2 separate regions of the Mus musculus genome follow, and region 2 is linked to region 1. Evidence: chromatin contacts called from public Hi-C data. All regions are on one chromosome and are shown on one strand. The core of a region is the stretch at or near the end of the contact, and the rest is flanking DNA. Distances in the headings are between cores, read along the strand shown.

What was found. Hi-C and Micro-C count contacts between places; a contact is called where the count stands out from the background.
Region 2: a Hi-C map of liver shows a contact between it and region 1, with 1.5 times the contacts expected there. The contact joins the promoter of Fam47e here to the enhancer-like site in region 1. A contact is called at or near these places in 9 of 484 Hi-C or Micro-C datasets (the G1E-ER4 cell line, brown adipocytes, cumulus cells and 5 more), 1 of 115 datasets of contacts at active chromatin or transcription factors (double positive thymocytes) and 2 of 9 other capture datasets (macrophages and pancreatic islet).

What each region holds. Positions count from the first base shown.
Region 1 is chr5:92,523,770-92,526,511 of GRCm38.p6, reverse strand. No RefSeq gene overlaps it. Among named protein-coding and RNA genes, the nearest start is that of Scarb2, 19 kb to the right of the region's middle. Within about 2 kb of position 1,256, at least 35 of the 459 cell types and tissues checked have an H3K27ac peak or open chromatin away from gene starts, as enhancers often do. A contact at or near this core is called in liver, where this site is marked.
Region 2 is chr5:92,570,196-92,572,895 of GRCm38.p6, reverse strand. Fam47e (family with sequence similarity 47, member E) reads right to left here and starts at 1,359. Exons shown (of 7, transcript NM_001033478.2): 1 at 1,186-1,359. The coding sequence starts at 1,307.

The DNA.
Region 1 (2,742 bases), core at 7-2,506:
CGCTGATCGCCTTCAGATAAAATAGGAGTATGGGATGTGTTCTCTGTTCTTTAATTCTATGTCTTCACTAACACAAAGCCTGTAAATTGCTGGGATGCTTAACTCACAGGAAAGTAAGAAGTTTGTAGTTGTTTTCTCATGTAATTGATCACAGCAGTAAAATTGACCAATATACTGCTCTTAAGTTCTCTGAGCATGCAGTGTTGTGGTGTAGACGGTTGTGTGTCCTGCCCCATTAACATGCTGAAGTCTTAATCCCCTGCTCACCCCCAAAGTGATGGTTCTGGGAGATCAAACCTTTGGATGGTGATAGGTCACGATGACAGAGGTCATGAGGAATAGTGACCTTATAATAGATGTCTTAGAAAGTTAGCTAGCCCCTTCCACTATATGGAGGCACAGAAGCACGCACCAGCTATGAACCAGAAACTGGGCCATCACTGGGTTAAAAAACCTGCTGCCACCTTCATCTTAGAACTCCCAGCCTTGGGCGCTGTAAGAAATAGATTTTCTGCTGTTTGTAAGAGATGTAGTTGTTTTGTTTATTTGTTTGTTTGTTTGTTTTGGTTTTTCGAGATAGGGTTTCTCTGTATAGCCCTAGCTGTCCTGGAACTCACTTTGTAGACCAGGCTGGCCTCGAACTCAGAAATCTGCCTGCCTCTGCCTCCCAAGTGCTAGGATTAAAGGTGTGCACCACCACACCTGGCATGAGATGTAGTTTTAAGGGTTTTGTTACAGCAGCTCAGACAGATGCAGTCAGGCATTTTCATATTGACCTTTATAAGGATAAGAAGGTTTAATCAATTAATAAGATTGTTCCTCAACGTGATAAATTATGCTGCCTAGTGAACTCTTGCTCACCTTTACCTCCACTCTTCTACAGAAGAGCCACTCTCCTATTGTTTGTTGAGATGAGGTCTCTGTAGCCCAAACTGACTTCAAACTCCCAATGTAGGGGAATATGGCCTTAATTTGATCTTTCTGTCTCCATCTCCCAAATTTCTGCATTAAAAGTGTATGCCACCTGGCCCTCTGGGCTTCAGGATAAGTGGAGGTAGAGGTGAGCAAGAGTCTAGCCAGGTAGCATAATTTATCACGTTGAGAAACAATCTTATTTTGTACATTGTATTTTCCCTCCCATTTTTCAGGAGGCTTAAAAATCAATTCTCTCAAGCTTGTATGCCCTAGGTTTCTGCTTCATGCATCCCAGAAGGGAACCAGCGGACCAGTAGCCTTGGACCCAAAACTGAAACCACAGAGCCCAAACCGTCCTTTCCTTAGGCTGTTTGTCTTGGTCTCTATCTAATCACTACATACTATTGACTACCACAACTCTCTTAACCCCAGCTTGGCTATCTGCCAGTCCCCTGCCACATCCGTATTCTTGCTGAAACAGCCACTGGCCACGTCTGGGTCTCACAAGACTCACTTTGACCCATGACTCTCTTCATTTTCTTCCTTCTTGTCTCTCCTTCAGAGAGACTCTCATTTCAACAACTTCTCCTAGTGAAGTGACTCATTAAAGAATGAATACAAACCTTCACCTGCTGCTCGTTCAACCGATGTTGCAAGGTCCAGGAAACCAGACAGCTCTGAGATTTTGCAACATGCTGGCATTGCCTTGTTGAGTTCAAAAGCCACCTCCACCAAGAATCCAAACCTCATTTTGCTCCTACAAAAACGAAAATCTGGAGAGAACCGGCTTTATGTCAGAACCTGAGAAATGTTAACAGCCTTGAGAAGCATTCTAAACACACAGTATTTCCAGCAAACTCACCACTTTTCCTTTGTTTCCAATAGATTCGGAGAGCTGGAGGCCAAGCTGTGGTTAATAACTTCCCAGCCTGCACAGGTGCCAGGTTTATTTCAGTTTCAGCTTCACTCCCGACTGGCCATAAGATGCTGGGTTGCTTTAACCACTTATCTATATCTGTTTTCTCATTTTGAGAATAGGAATGGAACATCATCTTCATAGGGTCATGGAAGGGTTAAATGCAGCACAACATAGGGAGATCTTACTATATGGATATCTGCTGTTAGGCTTTTATTGCCCCTCCCCCTGCCCCGAGGCATTAAACACAGGCAGAGCATTAGTAGAGTGTTCTACCATTGAACTACATTCCCAACTCATATTTTTTTGTTTGTTTCTTTATGGGGACAAAGGGGCTAGAGAAATAGCTCAATGGTTAAGAGCACTGGCTGCTCTTCCAGAAGATCTGGGTTCAATTCCTAGCACCAATGTGACAGCTTATCTAGGACTCTAGTTCTAAAGGATCGGATGCCGTCCACAGGAATCAGGACACAATGCAGGCAAAACACCCATAAACACAAAGTTTTCAAAATGGGACCAGGTTGGAGAGATGGCTCAGAGGTTCAGAGCACTGACTGCCCTTCCAGAGGTCCTGAGTTCAATTCCTAGCAACCACATGGTGGTTCACAACCATCTGTAATTGGTTCTAATGCCCTCTTCTGGTGTGTCTGAAGACAGCTACAGTGTACTCATATACATGAAATAAACAAGTAAATCCTATAAACAAAAAACAAAAACAAAAAAGCAGAGGCCACAATATGTGGCTCAGGCTGGCCTTGAATTTGACGTTCTCCTACCTCAGGCTCTCAAGCGCTGGGGTTACAGGCATGTGTCACCACAGCTGGGTTCTTCTCATTTTTTTTCTCCCCTGCTTCTTCATTCACTATACTCTCCTGTATTCCACCCCAAACACATGTTCTGTTAGTCAGAGG
Region 2 (2,700 bases), core at 110-2,609, 46 kb before region 1:
AAGATTTCTGGGTTCGAGGACAGCCTGGTCTACAAAGTGACTTCTAGGACAGCCAGGGCTACACAGAGAAACCATGTCTTGAAAAAACAAACAAACAAACAAAAAAACCAAACCCACAACCCCCCCCCAAAAAAAAGAGGCTCCACTTTTAGCATGGCCCCAAGGGTCTTCATGGTGGATCCCCCTTCAGGTCCTTTCAAAACTAGGCCCCCAGTCCTTTGCTTTCTGAGCTTTAAACACAGTGGCCCCTCTCCATTCATCCTGCCTCCAATACACAGGAAGTTGTTACATAAGCTCCATTTGACTACAGTGTCTTTCTGGCTGCCACATATAAATGTTCTTTGTAAAAGTTAAGCTCTTACATAGCTCAAACTGGCTTTGAACCTCCTATGTGGTAGCACAGAAATTCTCAACTCTCCCTATGCTGTGACCCTTTAACACAGTCCCTCATGCTGTGGTGACTCCCAACCATAAAATTATTTTTGTTGTTACTTCATAACTATAATTTTGCTACTGTTATGAATCATAATGTAAATATCCAATATGCAGGATATCTGATACGTGACCCCCACGGGGGTTGAGACCACAGGTTAAGAACTACTGCCCTAGCGGGATACAGTGTCTCTTATGGAGGCGTAGAGATGCCAGACTCTTTAGGAACAGTAGTACCAGGCTGAGGAGCTGGGGATGGTGATGGTTTCAGCCCATCTTCATTCCTTGGGATGGGAGTTCTGGCTGAGGACATTATTACTAATACTGCCATTATCCAGCACATTTACATTAAAAGAAATAGAGGCGTGAAAGTGTCATTCAACTCACAAAGGAGTCGTGACCTACAGGTTGAAAACTGCTGATAACGCTAAGCTTTGGATCCTCCCACCTGTACCTCATAAGCATTTAGACTGCAAGCATGTTCCACCAATCCTGCTTATCTGGTCCCAGAGATTAAGCCCAACACGTTTTATGCACTAGGCAAGCGCTATTAACAACTGAGCTATAGCCTCAGCCTACGCCTTTCTTCTTGAGGGAGGTATTCTACCAGGATGGCCCCTGAACCTACCCTTTTTTCAGATATCCAAATATGAACTCGTCTTCCATTCATTTAAGAGATAGCTTTCAAGCACCAAACATGTGCTGGAGATTAAGCTTTGCCGATCCAACTGTGTAGATAACCGGAATCCCTACCTTTGCGTGGCTTCGGCTATGCAGGATGGAGAGAGACATCGAGGCAGACAATCACATGCCAGGTGCTCACGGATGATGCAAAGAAAATGTAAGGTGGGAAGCGGCTGGATGCAGGACAGCATCCAATTTCTACAGAGAGAGTCTCTCTGCTGAAGTGACACTGAGCCCAGGCCCAGAAGAGAAGAGCATCGAACAGCTTAAATATCAAACTAGACTGCAAGGTCAAAGGCCTTGGGGCAGAGTGCACAGCATGAGCAGATCGGTGTGGACTTTAGTCTGCATCAGGGAGCACCTGCAGGAGGGTGAGCACAGGAATGACAGGCAGGTGTGTGAGAGAATCAGTTTGTGCTCTGAGTGACACGCAGGCTTTAGAGAGGAGAATGCTGGACTACTGAATTAGCTCAGCAGCTAAAAAACATCTTTGGCCAAGCTTTAATCCCCAGGACCCCAGTGGGAGAAGGAGAGAACCAACTTCTACAACTTGTCCTTTGACCTCCAAGTGTACACTATGGCACACACATAACCTATACACACTAAAAATAAATTAAAATGTAATTATTTTTAAGTTTAAGAAGAGGAGAATGGGCTGGGGGAAATGGCTCCATGGGTAAAACACTTACTGCACCAGTGTCAGGTCCCAAGTTCAAATCCCCAGAACCCATGCAAGGCCAGGCTGGCAGTACAAGCCTGTAATACTACTGCTCTTACATGGAGGAAAGAGGCAGAGACAGAAGACTCCCTGGAAACTCACAAGCCAGCTGCAAACAACCAACAGATCCTGCCAGAAACAGGGTAGAAGGTGAGGACCCACACCTGGGTTGTCCTCTGATGGATATATGTGTGCCTTGGTATGCATAGCCATCCCAATCTCTCTCTCTCTCTCCCTCTCCCTCTCCCTCTCTCCCTCCCTCTTTTTCCCTCTTGCTCTTCCTCTCCCCTACTGTATGGGGGTGTGTGTGTGTGATTCCCCCAAGCCCATTCTCTTCTTCTTAAACTTATAAGAGAGAGAGAGAGAGAATGGGAATATGGAGGGGTAGGCCATGAAACCAGTTGTCTGCTATGAAGAAACACCATGACCAAGACAACTCTTACAAAAGTAAGCTTCAATGGAGGCTTGCTTACAGTCTCAGGGAGCTTGTCCCTTATCCTTACGGTAGGGAGGAGGCTGGCATGGCGGCACTGGAGCTTTAGAGACTGCACGGTTTCTCCAGCTTTACGCCCTGATCCACTGGCAGCAGGCAAAGAGAGAGCTAAGACTGCCCTGGTGTGGACTTTTTAAAAGACAAAGCCCATTCCCAATAACACACCTCCTCCAACACCTCCTAGTCCTTCCCAAGCCCTAGTAACTAAACATTCAAATCTGCGAGCCTATGGGGCCCATTCTCATTCAAAGCACCACACCATAGTTAATAAGCTATTGTGATGATCCAAACAAGACACAGTGGCTTCCTGAAACAGCCCTGTGGTACAGAGTACTTTAGATTTCACAAAGTCGTTGCCATTTGTTGGCAGATT